Linked DNA regions of Capsicum annuum: region 2 is linked to region 1. Evidence: chromatin contacts called from public Hi-C data. All regions are on one chromosome and are shown on one strand. Each heading gives the region's core, a stretch centred on a gene start, on an enhancer-like site or on the middle of the called end of the contact. The rest is flanking DNA. Distances are from core to core; before and after follow the strand shown. Region 1 holds the start of LOC107857113 (polygalacturonase At1g48100). Region 2 has its middle 41 kb from the start of LOC107857113.

What was found. Hi-C and Micro-C count contacts between places; a contact is called where the count stands out from the background.
Region 2: a contact with region 1 is called in a Hi-C map of placenta, with 2.1 times the contacts expected there. The contact joins the enhancer-like site here to the promoter of LOC107857113 in region 1. A contact is called at or near these places in 2 of 5 Hi-C or Micro-C datasets (bud and placenta).

What each region holds. Positions count from the first base shown.
Region 1 is chr1:157,645,008-157,648,830 of UCD10Xv1.1, reverse strand. It overlaps LOC107857113 (polygalacturonase At1g48100), which reads left to right and starts at 1,785. Exons shown (of 5, transcript XM_016702057.2): 1 at 1,785-2,496; 2 at 3,384-3,428; 3 at 3,527-3,734. The coding sequence starts at 2,095.
Region 2 is chr1:157,686,592-157,690,414 of UCD10Xv1.1, reverse strand. No RefSeq gene overlaps it. Among protein-coding and RNA genes, the nearest start is that of LOC107857113, 41 kb to the right of the region's middle. Within about 2 kb of position 2,189, at least 4 of the 5 cell types and tissues checked have an H3K27ac peak or open chromatin away from gene starts, as enhancers often do.

The DNA.
Region 1 (3,823 bases), core at 536-3,035:
AAAACAATTTAAACTTTGTAATAATTGAACGGACAAATTAGTTTGACCTACATTTTAATCTATTTCAATCCAATTAACTTTTGAGGGGGCCATTTATTTATTTAATTTAATCCGACCCGCCCATTTGACACAACTTTATCCCTCACCTGATCACAAAACTTTTCTTGAAATAGTGCGAAAGGAGTGATCGATCGATGTGGAACTAAAGTATTTTGAGGACCACAAGAGAATTCATGCTTTCTATCTTCAATGATTACTTTACTAATCTGGTATCTTACACCAGTAAATTAGTAGAGTGACTAGTGCCTTAGGGAATATACTAAAATCAGGTCTTATTTTGAGATTGATCAGCACATTGTTTTATACTAACTTTTGAATTTGTTAAGCTGTAATGGTTTAGTCAATCGAACGATTAACATAAGACGAATCTGACCAACTCTGAGGAGAATCTTACTTTCTTAGTCACTAGTAGCACTATTTAATTTTTGAAATACTCGGGCTGTCTGGCAGTACCAACGTTAATCAGAACGTATCAATTAAATGTGGAATGTTTATGGTGCAACTAGTATTATCTTTACAAGTTTAGAAAAAGTAACTGTGACCAAAGTAGAATGGAAAAAAAATATAGACCAGGGGAAAAAGTGAAAGTTATGGGAATAACATGGGGTTAGCTAGCAGAAAGGGCTAGGTGAGAGGGTTATATATGTTTTTTTTTTGAAGTTAATGGCCATTCACCCACCACCACACGCACTCAAAGGTTTCTGGTTATTCCGTTTTACCTTTTTTCTCACAGCATGCGCTGCTTCCACATTCTCAAAAAAGGCCAATGTCTACTGTCTATATGCCCACTTTCCTCTAACACTATACTATTTGGTTTAACTAGAATTTGCGTTCTTGTAAGGTGTAGATACTAGTCTACTAGGGTGAATGTAACTTTTATCATTTCTGTTTTGATCTTCTTGTTGATAAAGTTATTAGTATATAGGTCTGCACCAGTGGAGACACATCCTTTCAATTGATGTTGTCCAACATCGCTTTGTCAAAAAATTAATTAGATATTGTATGCGCATGTACGTATATACTACTATAGGCGAATTCAAGATTTTTATTTTATGGGTTCAATCTTTTAACTCTTTTAGTATTTGACCTCTTTTTGGTAGTTATGGGTTTATATTTACTACTCCATCCTTCAATTTGTTTGTTGGGTTAATTTTGACTTAATGTGGAGTTTAAGAAGCTAAAAAAGATTTTTCAATCATGTAGTTTTAAACTAAAACTGTGTGTAATATACCAAAATGTCCTTTAATCTCAACGCCTTAAAAGTATCACGTGCAAAGTTAGGATTAAAAAGCCATCATAAAAGGAAAGAGACATTCGTTTTAAAATGTCTCTTTCCTTTTATCTCGCGTACTCTTAAACTAAAAATATGTAGAATGTACCAAAATATTCTTTAATCTCGTCATCTTAAAAGTGTCAAATGGAAAGTTAAGACTAAAAAGTTGTCATAAAAGGAAATAGACTTTAGTAAAACAAACAAATTGAAATGAAGTGATTGAGCGAATATTTGTTGTAATTTTAACGAATTTTTACACATAAAGTTATACTCAAAATTAATGCAAGGTAAACATAAGCTTAATTCAGATCGATGAAAGTAACTACGTCATTACAATAGGCTGATACCGCTTACTCAAAATCTTGGGAAAGACATACAGTACTGTAGGCATGTATGTAGCCATCTATATATAGGGGCACGTCAACCATGAGTACATGGCAAAGATAGATAAATGTGCTCAGCCTTTCGGCTTCTGCATGCACTAGTGCTGAAACACACAAACATTCACACTAACGCCCCTTTTCTTTTTACTAGTATTAATTTATGTGCAAGTTGACACAACATTGCCAGAAAATTCTCACCATAAAAACTCTTCTAAGGCTAAATTCCTTTCCACTTTCTGTACAACTCAGAGTCTTTTCCTTGAATTCTTGAAATTCCCTCATTCCTCAGTACCCAATTTGAAAGTAACGTTTCAGCACTATTACCACTGTAGTGTCATTTTCTATCTCTTCATTTAATTCGGCACTTAGAAAATCGAAATGGCATCGCTATCAACCAGTGCTGCGCCTTTGTCACTACTTGTTATATTTTACATGACAACTGCATTATTCATGAGTAGCCACGTCGTTACTGCTAGGTACCATCACCACGGACACCGCGGCCACCACAATAAGAAACAACACAAGCATAATTCCCACATATCATATCCGCCTTCAATTTCACCTGAGCCTTCTGATTCTCCCGTGGACATAGGGTTTTATGATGTGAGGTCTTTTGGGGCACAGGGTGATGGCATTGCGGATGACACTGAAGCTTTTAAGGCAGCATGGGATGCTGCTTGCCAAGTTGAGTCAGCGGTCATTCACGTCCCTGTTGGTTACTCTTTCATGATCCAATCCACTATTTTCACTGGTCCTTGTCAAAATGGTTTGGTGTTTCAGGTACTTAGTTAACACACACTTCTCCCTCAATTTTTGTGTTTGACTTGACACAAAATTTTTAGAAAGAAATACAGTAAGAATCTTTAATAAATATCGAAAATACCTTTAGCACTTTATGTGCATGTCATTAAGGGCATGAAGTTTAAAATTAAAAACTTTCAGGAGTTCTTTTTTAATATATTATAAATAAGAAAAAGTGTCACATAATTACATGAAGTAGATGGAGTATGTCTTATTATATTACTCCTTAGTCCTTTCTGCTTTTTTTTAAGTGGCACCAACTATTTGATCCTTCATACTATGCTTTAAAAACAATCGCATAAACGATAAATTTCTCGTTTTATTTTCAATTGGCATGCTTTTTGGATCACAAAAATCTCATGTATGATCATAAATTTCAAAAGTTTTTTCTGCCTTTAATTTTATCTCCTGTCAAACTATACCACATAAATTAAAAAGGATTAAGTAATTTATAAGGTGTACTAAAAAAAAAAGAGTGGTGAGGAATGTTTTTGGTTTATGTAACTGATGTTGTGTACCAACATCAACATGGGAAGTTGGAAGGAAGTATAATGCCTCCAGATGGACCGGAGTCGTGGCCGAGCAACAACACTAAGCGGCAGTGGCTGGTATTCTATAGAGTAAATGAGTTGTCACTGCAAGGTGGAGGCGTCATAGATGGAAGAGGAGAAGAGTGGTGGAACCTTCCTTGCAAACCCCATAAGGTATATTATATATATGGGGATAGGGGACTAGCAGCATATATATATATGTGTGCCTACTTTTCCTTTTCACTATATATATGGGATAGTGCTTAATTTCATACTCCTTTACACGTACATACTAATATAAATTATCTAATCCTCAGTACTGTTGTATTATTACAGGGACCTAATGGAAGTACACTGCCTGGACCATGTGACAGCCCAATTGTGAGTGAAATTAAATATTTACCACTAAACTTGCAGTTTTAGTTTTTGTGAATTTAGGTTTAATTCTAGTAGATTAAAATTTTGGTACGTACTTGCAGGCCATTAGATTCTTCATGAGCTCAAATCTAACAGTTCAAGGAATTAAGATGAAGAATAGCCCACAATTTAATTTCAGATTTGATAACTGCAAGAATGTGCATATTGAATCCCTACACATTACAGCTCCCGCCTGGAGTCCCAACACTGATGGCATTCACATTGAACAGACAAGCAATGTTGAAATATATGACTCACTCATCTCTAATGGTACGCTAATTCTACTTAATTAATACACACAAATTAATTTCGTGTATTTAAGCCTGGTGACAACACTTTACAGGCGAATGTCATGATTC
Region 2 (3,823 bases), core at 940-3,439, 41 kb before region 1:
ATTAATATAAAGAATAAAACATGAAAAGAAAAATTTATCTTATCTTAATAAGTAAAATGAAACAAGTAAATCGGAGGGAGTATTAACAATGATGAAGATGGGAAGCCGTGTAAATATTGGTAAAGTAACACCAAAAAGTTAAAATTTTTCAGAGAGGAAGGCGGTGTAATTAATGGAGTGTACTTTTAACAAGTTTAAAAATTGGAAGCCATGTAAATATAGGATAGCTACAATACATAAACATACCTTTTAATTTGACCTTAAATTATATTGATCATCTTCAATTTTTGATATATATAAGTAAGTATTAACTTATATAAAATTAAATAAGTAAACACATATATTCTATTTGATGTCCTACGTGGCTAATTCTTATTCAATATGTCATTCTATATGTATTATGCCACATAAGATGTGTGTGCCTATTTGTTCAATTTTATATAAGTTTAAGTGTTTACTTGTGCACACCTAAAATTAAAATTCATAAATGTGATTTGGAATCAAATTAAAGGGTATGTTTATGTATTGTGCGTATAGGATATATAAGTAAAAGAAAAGTTAACTTTTCCTGAAAAAAGTTAAAACATGTATATAGAGTTTTAATACAACACGGAATTTATGCTATTAGAAAGAGATAATAAAAAAACTAGGATAAATATAAAATATTATCTAACAAATATATTTTTAAATAAAAATAAATAATTAATAATTAAATCTTCTATAACTTGAAATTAAAAACACAATTCAATAATTACATAAAAGTAGTGTTGCAAGTTGTAATTCAATAATTTTCACTTAAGTTAACAGGGTCGGTATTGATTTGGGTCGGACCGATCCGGTTGTTGGGTATAGAGCCAACACAAAGAGAATAATTGAGGACAATCGTGGTGGAGTGGAGGAAGGCGTAGGGGTGGTTAAGGGTTCTCAAAGAATTATATATATATATATATATATATATATATACTATTGGTAATACTAATACATTTGTGGTAGTGAAGCTGCAAAAGCAGATAGCTTGTAGACGACATACCTGTTTTAGCTGTTTTAAGTGTAATTTTACTTTATCATACCTAATTAATTATTACAAGTCACTTACGTATCATAAAATTAATAATATTGAATTAAAGTCTATTACTAATATATAAGTGGCACTAAAGCTGCTGAAGTAGGCAGTTTGTAGACGTCATGTCTGTTTTAGCTGCTTCAACCATAATTTTAGTATATCATACCTAATTGATTCTTACGAGTCATTTACGTATTATAAAATTAATAATATTTAATTAAAATCTATTATTATTATATAAGTGACACTGAAGTTGCTGAAGCAAGCAGCTTATGGACGACATGTCTGCTTCAGGCGCTTCAACCGTGATTTTAGCATATCATTTCTAATTAATTAATATAAGTCATTTACGTATTAAAAAATTAATAATATTAAATTAAAAAAAGTATAATAGAATAGATATAAAATGATAAATTAACTCTTGATGTTTTAAATTAACTTGGTGTCTTATATAAGTCCACTTAAATTTTTTCCACATGTATCTTTTATAATAATTTTATCATGTCACCAAATTAGTAGAATAGAAGAAAAAATATTATAAATTATAATAATTAAAATTTTAAATTATTTTTAAAAATATAATTGACTATTAATGTCACAAAAGTTTTCCTTCCTTCCAAATAATTATGAAAATCCCTTAAAGCAATTTCTTTCTCTTCTTTTCTGATACATTTCTGCTACATACCACATCCCACAAAAATAATACTCCCTCTATTTCATAATAAATGAATTTTTGAATTTTGATACACAAATTAAAAAACAAATATTAAAAACATAAATTTAACACAATTTTCTATTTTTACTCAAAAAGAAAAAGTTGACCTTGTAACACATTTTCAAAAGTTAATTGGTTGTCAAATCATAAGAGTATATTTGAAAAAAAATTCAATGATTCACTTATTTTGAAACACCAACAAATATCCCAACAATTTAACAATTCACTTATTTCAAAACGAGAGTATCTCGTAAGGGTAAGGGTGTGATGTAGGTTATATAATATCTACCCTGACACAAATAACATTGGCTAATTTGATGACTCAAATAGTAACCTATAAGTCACACTGATGTACATAGAATTTAATATTGAAGCTACATGATCTGCAAGAATACCAATCCAACTTGTTTGTAATAGAGTGAGTGGGCAAGGTCTTAAGAAGGCGCAACAACTTTGTTACTGTATGAGACATTATCTGTGTCAGTGGGCTAAAAACAAAACTCTTGCTACAATTCTACTTCATAAGAAATTTTATTTTATTTAGAGAAAATGATCTATTACCCTTTATTTTTAGTCGAAATTTTAACTATATACTCAATCTTTAAAGGTGATCTATTACCTCCTAAATTTATTTTCATCAAATTTATTATTCCCTCAGTTGCTGACATGTCAATGAATGTGACTACACCGTCCATGAGTGCGTCAACTGAGTCCACTTCACTTAAAATTCTTTATTTTTTGATTTCCACATCATTATTTTTAATAATATAATAAATATTTTAATTATTATTTTTTTTAATGAATTATAATTGTCACATCATGTCTTCTTCTTCTTCTTCTTCTTTTTCTCTTTTTTCAAAACAAAAATTCAAGAACTCATTAATGGAGTTCTTCATCTTTCTCATCTCCAAATTCTCATTAATGGTATTTTTTGATAATTTGAAAAATGTTATTACGGAAACCAAGAAACTCTTAAACTAAGGAAACAATAAGATTTCTTCGATTAATGAATTCTTGAATGAGGAATATGAGGAACTCCGATTCAAAAAACTTATAAAAATTCAAGAACTTCGATTTTCTCTCTTTTTGCTTAAGATCGTCATTAATGGCGAGTTTAAAGCTTTGAATTTCCACAATGCCATGTATAATTTTCAACATAACCCATGTATAATTTTTCAACCCATTTCTTCAATTTTCTCTATTTTTGCTCAAGATCCGCCATTAATGGCAAGCTCAAAGTTTTGAATTTCCACAATGGGAAAGAATTCGTCATTAATGACGATCTTGAACAAAAAGTGATGAAAAGCTTTGAGGAGCATTTATTTGCTATTACACACTCATTAATCCATTATTTCTTTCCCCAAGAATTCTTTTTTCGACCCAAGAAGATGAAATTGGGTTGAAGAAGAAAATGGAGCAAAATGAGAAAGGGAAAGAAAAGGAAAATAATAATGTTAAATAATTAATTTTTTAGAGTAAAAAAAGAAAAAATGACATGGTAATGACGTGGCAACGCGTGTATCACACCACATGTCAAAATGACTGGTTGTCAGTTTTTGAGGGGTAATAATTCCACTTAAAATAGTTTAGGGGTAACAATTTCACTTTAAAATAGTTCAGGAAAGTCATAGGGCCTCAGCAAAGTATAAGTGTGTAGTTGAGATTTGAGATAAAAGTTGGAGGGGCTTTTGACCATTTTCTCTTTTATTTATAAATATTTGAATTACTTTTTTTTAACCATAGAAACTTAATTTGCCAATTAAACAGAAGAAAAGATGTTAGAACAATATAATATGTTCTCAACTGGGTCTCCCACGGACTTTTAGAAAGTAATTAAGAATTCACATTAACAACTTATTGATAGAAAAGTTAAAACAAAAACAACAGTTAAGCCTGTAAATTCAGATGACATTATTCTCAGCTTGCTCGATTCAACTTCTATCAAGTTCATGCCCCTACTGCAATCCCAAAACTTCATTTCAATATAAGAATATATGGATCTATAAAAGAAATAACTTTAAAAATATGTAATCTTCAGTAGGCTA